Linked DNA regions of Sus scrofa: region 1 is linked to region 2. A link is a contact called in public Hi-C data. All regions are on one chromosome and are shown on one strand. Each heading gives the region's core, a stretch centred on a gene start, on an enhancer-like site or on the middle of the called end of the contact. The rest is flanking DNA. Distances are from core to core; before and after follow the strand shown. Region 1 has its middle 250 kb from the start of OSMR. Region 2 overlaps EGFLAM (pikachurin).

Evidence for each region. A called contact is a pair of places that touch in the nucleus more often than the background predicts.
Region 1: a Hi-C map of liver shows a contact between it and region 2, with 5 times the contacts expected there. The contact joins two enhancer-like sites. A contact is called at or near these places in 2 of 47 Hi-C or Micro-C datasets (liver and skeletal muscle) and 1 of 2 datasets of contacts at active chromatin or transcription factors (skeletal muscle).

What each region holds. Positions count from the first base shown.
Region 1 is chr16:23,784,127-23,788,963 of Sscrofa11.1, forward strand. No RefSeq gene overlaps it. Among named protein-coding and RNA genes, the nearest start is that of OSMR, 250 kb to the right of the region's middle. Within about 2 kb of position 2,870, at least 8 of the 83 cell types and tissues checked have an H3K27ac peak or open chromatin away from gene starts, as enhancers often do. A contact at or near this core is called in liver and skeletal muscle, where this site is marked.
Region 2 is chr16:23,580,197-23,585,374 of Sscrofa11.1, forward strand. It overlaps EGFLAM (pikachurin), which reads left to right. Exons shown (of 24, transcript XM_021076641.1): 19 at 5,131-5,178. Among named protein-coding and RNA genes, the nearest start is that of EGFLAM, 180 kb to the left of the region's middle. Within about 2 kb of position 2,740, at least 21 of the 83 cell types and tissues checked have an H3K27ac peak or open chromatin away from gene starts, as enhancers often do. A contact at or near this core is called in liver and skeletal muscle, where this site is marked.

The DNA of each region.
Region 1 (4,837 bases), core at 1,620-4,119, 200 kb after region 2:
TCAACAGAAATGTGTACATGTTTTCACCAAAAGGCATGTTGCGGAATTTTCATAGCAGTACTACTCATAATAACCTAACCCCAAACTGGAAACTATCTAAAGGCTTGTCCAAGTAGAATAGACCAACTATTTTATATTTGCACAATGGCATATTATCTAACAATAAGAATGAATGGTCTACAACTTTCTATGACAATATGGATGAATCTACAAACACAATGTTGAGGGAAAGAAGACAATTACACACTCTATGAGTCTATTTATATATATATATATATTTTTTTTTGTCTTTTGTCCTTTTTTTTAGGGCCGCACCATGGCATATGGAGGTTCCCAGGCTAGAGTCTAATTGGAGCTGTAGCCGCCAGTCTACACCCCAGCCATAGTAACACCAGATCCGAGCCACGTCTGTGACCTATACCACAGCTCACGGCAACACCAGATCCTTAACCCACCAAGCGAGGCCAGTGATCGAACCTGCAACCTCGTGTTCCTAGTCGGATTTGTTTCCGCTGCACCACGGCGGGAACTCCTGATTCTATTTATAAAAGGTTCTAAAACGGGCAAACGAATTTATAATATTTATGTTAGTTAATTCATACTTATAAATTAGTTAATAAATTATATATAGTTAATTTAAAAATTATTATAATACTTAATAATCAGGATAGTGGCTACTCTTAGAAGAACAGTAACTGGAGGAGGTGGCAAAGGTTTTCAGGGTGCCAGTTATGTATTCGTGTTTTGCTTGTAAAAAATCATCAGTATGTGCATTCAGGGTATGTACACTGTTCTTTATGTATATTACACTTCAATAATAGGTTTTATGAAATAGCTTCATATCTGTCTGTTTCTGACTACTTCAATTTACAGAGACCAGTCTGAAATCTCTCACCACTGTCGGATGTGCTGGCCACTATTTGCTCAGATTTACATGCCTTTACACTAGGCGTGTAAAGAGCCCACTGTGAATTGTTGAAAGTCGCAGTTAGAACAAAGAACTCCCAATGGTGACAACCCAAAATGTCTCCATTCATTGCCAAATGTCCCTTGGGAAACAGCTGACCTTGGTTGAGAACCACTGGCCTAAAAAGGCTCAGATGGTCCCTCACCTTCAACCCTTGCCTGCCTCTCCTATCATCTGACTCTGCCCCTCACCTGTACGAATGCAGCCACCTGACCTCCTTGCCATTCTCTGAATACACCAGACACACTCTCACCTCAGTTCTGCACTGGCTGTTTCCTCTGCCTGTAATGTTCTTCCTCCAGGTATCTGCAGGCCCACTCCCTCACCTCCTTCAAGGATCTGCCCTAAGGTCACCTTCTCAGGCTTTCCCTGACCTCCTTATCTAAAATTTGAATCCTTCATTCTCCCTGTCTCTCTACCTTGCTTTAGTTTTCTCTAGAGCTCTTATTACCCACTCATCTAGTTTAAAGTTTATTTTGTTTGATATCTGTCTCCCCTATGAAAATATAAGATCCAAAGGGGCAAGAATTTTGTTTTCTTCTATGCCCTGTGCCCAGAACAGTGGCTGAAACATAGTAGATGCTCAATTAAAACTTGTTGGGTAAATGAATGGATAAAATCTATAGCCCACTTTGGTATCTGACATGGATATGACATCCAGATTAAGACTTGATCACTGTGCCTCTTCTGTCTTACTGTTCTTGTAAACTCCACCCTCAAGATTAGTGTCTGTCCCTTAATTCCAGATGGCACCGTGACTTTGGTTGACTAGTGCTCTTGATCCCGGCTACTTCCTTCCTTCCCACCACCTATGGTCATGCTTAGCCCACCTGGGAGGACATTCACCTGCTCATCTCTCACCTCCACCTTCCTAGTGCAGGTTACCTGTCTGGATTGCCACTTCCCTGTTCCCTAGGTGCAGTGACCCTCTGCTATCTCTTCTTCCCTGCTCTGAGCCTGTACACTCTCCCCTTCTTCTCCCATCAACACCTCACCCCCACCTTCCCAGTTCTAACATGACCTACCAACATCCCCAACTCCACAACTTCCTTCTGTCAAAATCTTGGAAAAGTCAAGAGACGACATCTCCCTTTTCTCTGTTCACTGACCACGAAATCTGAAATCATGGGAGGCCTCTCTTCCCATGAAGAGCTTGCCTGCGTTGTCTTGGTTCCACTTGACTGTAATGCGAGCCAGCCCTTGGAGCCATAGAAACCTGACACTGTTCAAGAAGCAAACAACTCTAAATGCCAAGAGTCAAGATGCCTCAAGCAGAGGGGAACTTGGAGTCAAGGTTGGTCATCATTTTTATTGTGTTAACACGACATTAGGCAGTTTCTTTGGCAAATGTTACAGTAATATCAGCAGGGACTTCTCTGGATACAGTAGTTAGTTGTTTGTGATAATCAAGAGTCAAGTAAGCAAACATCTACTATTTCTACTTCAGGTTTGCCTGTATGCCTGTTGGGCGGAAGCATTTGGGAGCAAAACTCCAGATAGATCCAAAGTACAAACCTGTAAAGATTGGCAAAGCACTGCTCTTAAAACTAAACTTTTATCTAGAAAGAGATGTGTGGAAAAATCCCAAAGTGCTTCCTTAAACAAAACAACTGATTGAACTCTAAAGTATTTGCCTGTGATAAAACTGAAGATCATTCATCAAACGCTCCATGGAACCCATGATTTGAATTGACACCGATGACATAAACGGATATTCAAGTTTATAAGAATGTCAAGAATAGCTCAAGGAATTCAAGGACACTAGCTGAAAAGATGATTATGGTTTGGTTTCTGGACATCTGGCCATGGTATTCAGCCAACTCACTCTCCTCCCTCCTCTCTCTTCCCATTCTGATTTCTAACAGTTGTCCTACAGCTACCAAAGGAAAGAGCTGACAGAGATAAGCCCTCCATGCCCTTGAACTTTTCAGTGCCTGAGTGCTATGGGGGAGGGCAGCTGTAATCACTCCCACAATGGCCAGAGGCAGGACAAGAGTATGGGTTCCTGGCTGGTCTTCTGTTTTCTAGAATGGTCTGAAAATGATAAATACACTTGTTACTGGATCACCCCTGCAGAAGAGGAAATGTGATGTGAGAAAGGGCAGCAATGCTCCAACTGCATGGCCACACAAGTTCTATATGGATTATATGTATCAGCGCTATTTCTCTGCAGTCAGATGTTGAAATCTTCAATGCTAAAGTTAGCATCTAGGTAGAGTTTAAATAGTCTTCCCAGTTAGACCTTTTTTTTTTTTTTTTTTTTTTGGCTTTTTTAGGGCCACACTTTCAGCACATGGAGGTTCCCAGGTTAGGGGATGAATCGGAGCTGTAGCCGCTGGCCTACACCACAGCCACAGCAATGCAGGATCCGAGCCATATCTGCAATCTACACCACAGCTCACGGCAACGCCAGATCCTTAACCCACTGAGCAAGGCCAGGGATCAAACCTGAGTCCTCATGGACAGATTCGTTAACTGCTGAACCACAATGGGAACTCCTAAACCTTATTTTATTCATTGTGCTCCCTTTATGTTTTGAGCATTAACAAATAAAAGTAGCTGTTACATTTAATTGTTTTTAAAACCATATTAAAGAAAAAAAAATCTCATGTTTGGAATTTCCCAAGTCTCTGGTAAAACGCCCAAATATCTAGATCTTGGGAGAGTTCCAAGTTGTCTCAGAAAGGACTCCAAAGGGCTTCAGTGAATGGTGGCAGAATGCAAACATGTTGATCCTTGGTTGAGTCATTAATTAATGGCACGCTGAACACATGTTGTATGTAAGGAATCATACTAGCGCAGCATCCAAACAAAACTATAAGCAAGGGAGCCTCATGATACCATGGGGACAAGCAGAGGGAGTTTTCTTTATGTAAAAGAATAGGGTCATGGATAAACAACTTTACAAATAAACTTCCTTACCTTAACATTGCTCCATGAAAACAAGGCAGTGAAACTATGAGCCATAAATAGAAAGACACAGGAGAATCCAAAACCAGCTTTTGTCAAGAGACTCAAAGTGGAGCATCTTGTTTAAAATTCACAAGTCAGTAAAAGACACAATAAAGACCGAACTGCTTTCTCTCTGGGGCATTTTGAGAACTCTGTGGCAAATGACTCTCATTTCAGCCTTTAATAACAGATTTAAAGGGACATGAGATTGCCAACATTTTTCTCCTTAAACTTTATGCATCTATAGAAAATCTGGCTTCTTTGCAAACTAAATAATTGTGAATTTAAAGCAAGATTAAGAGGTATGTGTAGGAGTTCCCATCGTGGCGCAGTGGTTAACGAATCGACTAGGAACCATGAGGTTGCGGGTTCCATCCCTGGCCTTGCTCAGTGGGTTAAGGATCCGGCGTTGCCGTGAGCTGTGGTGTAGGTTGCAGACGTGGCTCAGATCCCGCATTGCTGTGGCTCTGGTGTAGGCCAGTGGCTACAGCTCCGATTAAACCCCTAGCCTGGGAACCTCCATATGCTGCGGGAGCGGCCCAAGAAATAGCAAAAAAAAAAAAAAAAAAAAAAAGAAAACACAGGTTCCTATGATAGCAATTAGTCCTAACTGCAGTCCATAACATTGGGTTCTCTGATATTTTCCCAAGAAGGAATAGGCCCAGTTTGCTTCCTTCAAACACTAAAATTGCTTGCTTTATTTGTTTTATATATTTTTTAAAAAATCCCCTTTGGGGGAAAGGGAAATCCAGTGTGTGAGCTCCCTTCCCTGTCAGATTGCTGATCCAGAGCAGGGAAGGTCATCAAGTCTCCAGTAAACTGATTGACTTTTCCCTGCCTGGTCCTCCTTGCCCTCTTTCCTTCTGGGAATAGCAGAAACCTTCTTCCTTTCAGAGAATCTTTGTGATTCAGTAGCTG
Region 2 (5,178 bases), core at 1,490-3,989:
CCATATGCCGTGGGTGTAGCCATTAAAGAAAGAAAGAAAGAAGGAACCTCTCTTTCCCAGCCTGGGGCGGGAGTGGCCCAGAGGCTCATCTGATTCCCAGCCATGACCTCAGTCAGGTATCAGTAAAAATCAAGGCTTGGTGGTCCCCTCTCCTGCTGTTTGGGGGCTCCTACTTTTAATAGCCTTCTTCCATTTCAAATCCCAGCACCCCTTGCTTCACCCCAATAATTGAGTCCCCCTTCTTATCTCAGCAGCAGGGTGTCAGAAAGCCTCCCTACCCCAAAAGATACTTCCCACCCTTGGAGGTTTTTTTTCATCATTCTCTCTACTCTTATCCAAATGTACCCACCTTGCATCCCAGCCCTTCAGAGCTCTTATATCTAAATGGTTACTAACGAGATCAAGCAGAATTTACAAAGCACATGTAAAAAGTTTAGTTCTGAGGAATATGATTGGATGTTTTGTGCTCATTGCAGAGAGAGAGACAACATGCATTCACATATACAAAACGGGAAGGGGGTTCTGGGGTCAATTAAGTCTGGGTAATCCTGGGTGAACAAACTGCTCTCTCTTTTCTGCGGGACTTCTCAGAGCCTTTTCTGTGCTCCGAGTGTCCAAGACAAGGGTGCAGGGTGCAGCTGTTCCCTCCTGGAGTTCCCACAACCAAAAGCAGACAGCCCACTTGGGAAAGAAGTCTGAGCCTTGGTCCTCCCTTCCCTTCCCTGCATTACTGAGTTGACTCAGATCTTGCAGAACCCCTGCAGACCACTAGATGGCGGTGTCTCTCTGTAGCGAGTGAAGCTGTTCCACACTCACTACTGACACAGAATGCCCCTGGCTTAGGTCACACTTTGCACAGCCCTCAGAGATCGGAACCTGCCTGATCTGTACTGCTCAACCATGTTGTATTTACTAAATAAACATTGTATTGCTGGGTCTGATTTGGGTGATTGTTGGTGGAGGAGGGGGGTTGTGTGTGTTCCAGTGCATTTAAAAAAAAAAAAAAATAGCTTCAGTAAATAGGGGCTGCAGTTTAAAAAAACTCAATATGAAAAAGCATAAATGAATAAAACATAGAAATTGTGCCTACTCTAGGAGAGTTCTTTTCTTGGGAGGGTGTCATTAAAATTCAGAGGCATTCAGCCTAGATGTCAATCTTTAGATAGTCGAAGGCTAGTAGTGTAGAAAAAGATGTTTTTGCGGTTGTCCTATTGGTAGCTGCAGAGTCAGTTTCATGTAACTGAGACGTCTGCACCAAGTAGAGCTGTCCAGCAAGGGAAGGTGCTGCCCCGTGGGCCAGTGAGCTGTCCCCCCGACAGCACCCCCTGCCCCCATGAAAAGCGTTCTCTGGGGTTGGGTGGCCATCGCTCAGGATGTTGTTGAGAGGAGTCCTGGTTGCGGGGAAAGCTAGATTACAACACCCTCAGGTCTTCCTTCACTGGTCCTGGGGCTGTATGAAGGAGCCAGCACTTTCCTTTCAACTCTTTACAGTCCGTGGGGAATTTCAAGTCCCTCCAGTGGCATATTTGCTTTGCCTGGCTTCCAGGCGGCTACTCTTTGGGGGTATCATTTGTGTCACCAGATGGCACAAGCTTTTAGGTCTAAATGTGAAGAAACACCAAAACCATTTTTTGATGAGTGCCTTTGCCACAGGAAAAGAAAAAGACAATGCAAAAGAAATTAGATATAAAGGATCAGGAAAAAATACAGTCTTTTTTAAAACATATAAACAGGAGTTGCTGTTGTGGTGTAGCAGAAACAAATCCGACTAGGAACCATGAGATTATGGGTTCAATCCCTGGCCTCGTTCAGTGGGTTAAGGATCCAGCAGTGCCACGAGCTATGCTGGTCACAGACACGGCTCGGATCCTGTGTTGCTGTGGCTGTGACGTAGGCTGGCAGCTGTAGCTCTGATTATGCCCTTAGCGTGGGCACCTCCATATGCTGCCAGCCTGGCACCAAAAAGCGGAAATAAATAAATAAATAAATAAAATATATAAACAAACCTCAAAGGGCCAGAAGGGGTTAGATGGTCATTTCTAGCTGTGATGTTTTAGGACGGAATTAATATTTATCCACATATACTGTCGACACTGAGTACATTCTCACCGTTTTTGTATTCAGTGGCATCATTTCTGGAGAGTTCTCTTGTTCCTTTGTGGATCACAAAAGGACCAGGGCTCTGGAATCTTGCCAAGGGGGTGGGGTGGGAATGAGGGTGATATTTTCCACCACGGGGAGAAAAGAAGCAGCTGGCTGGCTTATCATGCCTTTTTCGCCTGCAGCCTAGAGCCAAGAAAAGTAATGGTCAATGACAAGGTAAGTAACTCTTTAGCAAGGAAACCAGGTTTGGATTGAATGAGGATCAGCAGGTGAAGGTCAGGGAAGCCTCAGAGGTGTAAGGCGATTTCTTATCCACATGTCCCGCCACCCACACCCCCACAATTAGGCTGGGTCTGAAGGGACTTAGTGACAACCAGGTTGAGAAAAGATTTCCAGTGGTTCCTGTTGGGCATCAGATTCACGTTGCCTAAGAGGCATGTGAATTCCTGCAGGGCTTTCGTGAGGGCAGCAAGGCTGGTTTCCAGAGATCTGCAACCGAAGTAATTGGGATTTTACAATGACTGTGAAATTCTGACTTTGCCTGTTCTGTTTCATGCTGGCACCCGGCAGAGTGTGGGAACTACTGTCTCAATAGTAAGTACAGTGAGTCCTCTGAGAAAGTGTGACGGTGCCCTGGGCCCGTGCCAGGGCAGGCTCTGGCCAGGCTGTGGCCACAGTGCAGGCCAGCCACCTGCAGAGGGTAACTGGGGTAGGCCGTGCGCGACTCGGACACACCTGCCAGGGTGGTGAGCGTCCTCCTTCCAAAGGCTCCGACCGTGGGAACATACTTGTCTTCCAGCTGGACCTCGGGAGGCACTGAGCTCCTGAGCTGGGGGGCTTAGCAGCAGCAGGACGGGCCTCCCACATACCCCTTTGAGGGTCCGTGTGCAGAGTATGTCCGGGCCAATTCAAGGGGTCAAGGGGGGCGATGACTATTGGCCACAGGCCCACATCCATGGCCAATGACAGTGGGGGCAGGGGGGGCTGTCTCTAAGGCTGAGCCAAACCCAGCAGGGGTGCCAGGTTGCATTTGGCTCTGGGAATGACTGTTGCTCCTCTCCTCTCAGAGCCAACGGTCTGCAGGTTCAGGCCTGGCAGCACAGCTAAGAGCTCCCTTGCTTCCTGCATTTTCACACTCTCACTTCTCGTCCTTCTCCCAGCTCATGTCTGTTTCTGCTCCTCTGGGTCCTCCTCCTGGTCTCGCCCTTTCCGCCCCCTCTGCTTCCCCTGCCCAGGCTACCATCCACCGGCTCTTCTCTCTTTTCACTGGGTCTCCTCCTTTGCTTCCCTGGTATTTTCTTTTCTCCTTTTCCGGTGTCTCCTTAATTGGAGCTACAGCTGCTGGCCTGCGCCACAGCCACAGCAACGCCAGATCCAGATCGAGCCACATCTGCGATCTCCACCACAGCTCACAGCAATGCCAGATCCTTAACCCCCTGAGCAGGGCCAGGAATCGAACCCACAACCTCAGGGTTCCTAGTCGGATTCGTTTCCGCTGCACCACAATGGGAATGCCGCTTCTTCCTCCTATTCACTTTAACCAGAGGGCGACAAGTGGGGTGGGCCAGAATTTAAACTGCCCGAGCCTTTCACTTCTGTCTCTAAGAGACCTTCTGGCCCAGCGGGCCCTTGTCCTGGCCTCTGCCTCTTCAGAGGACATAAAGCAATTTCTTGTATAGATACCTCAGAAATTGTCTTTTAAATTTTACCTCTCTTCCTCTGCTTTTCTTTTTTTCTCCCTTTCTTTCTTCTTTTTCTTTTTTATGAAGTTTGCAAACATGCTGTGTGTGACCTGCCCACATAGAAACTTATACTTGGGGGCCCAGTGTCATTAGGTTTTGTGGTGTGCTGTTACCTCTTCTTTCTTTCTTTCTTCCTAATGTTCAGAAGTTAAATTTAAACTCTCTGGTCATCCATAGTGTCCACAATCACACATTTTTCTTTCCTGGGAGTGGAGTCCTTAGTTCAGTGTCTGCTTTGCACCAACCACATATTTATAGTTTTGTGAAACTATAACTGATTTCCTCAGCTGGCTTATTTGCTCTCGTTTTACACATTTCTTTGAACATGAAGTTCATTCTACCTTAATTTCTTTATACTCCCATTTCTGGGTCTTTCAAAAGAGAAAAGAGATATTGCTGTTACGTCTTTAGAAGAAATGCCCTGAATTATCCCTAATTTGTGACACCAAACACAACTGCTTAACCTATTCTCTTGCTAACTGGTGGAAGAGGGTGATTCCTCAAGAAAACGAAGTGACGAGAGGTTGGGAGGAAGGAAACACACTTGTAAAATATTAGAAAGTAAAAAGTGGGCTGAGGGCCAGAAGTGAGGAGGGCCAGACTGGTTCGTGGTCTGTTGCGCTCTGAGCTGCATGAGCTTGGGCAAATCCTTGGTGGTTCTGTGCCTCACTTTCCTCTTCTATAAAGTGGGGACAACCACCCCTCCCTTCCCCCATGCCCCCCACTTCTTCAGGTGATTGCGATGAAAAGCTTGTGACATTGACATGGGAAGGTGGCTTGCAAAAAAAGTCAAAACCTCGTCCCTCTTATTTCACCAGCATCTGAGGTCATGGCTAAAGGGGTTCTGGGCCAGATTGGCTTCAAATAAAGAAATCCTGTGGGGAGTTTGCTGGGGGATTGTTTTCTCTGCCTCCCTAGAGAACATAACACAGTTATTCCCCAGCTGCTCCCCACGTGACCCAAGACCTGCTCTTTGGCTTCCAGGAATCGCTGGGCATGGTTCAGGTTTCAGCATATTGCAAGGCCTTTTGGTAATGCTGAAGCCAGTAGCAGTGGCAGCCAGCCCCAGGGAGGGGACAACGGGGAGACGCCAACTCCAGGCCTTCAGGTCCCGCAGCCCCGAACCGGGCCAAGTGCGTGTGCTGCCAAGAGGAAGGGGCTGACAAGCTGATGAATGTCCTGTTTCCAGGAGCTGGCTTTCTTTGTGTTTTCCTGCCACGGGGTTGAGGGCTGGGGGTCAAGAGAACTACAGACCATGTAACCTCCGTTTTCTCTTCTGTCTCAGCCATCACGGAAGCCATTGAGATCCCGCAGTTTATCGGCCGCAGTTACC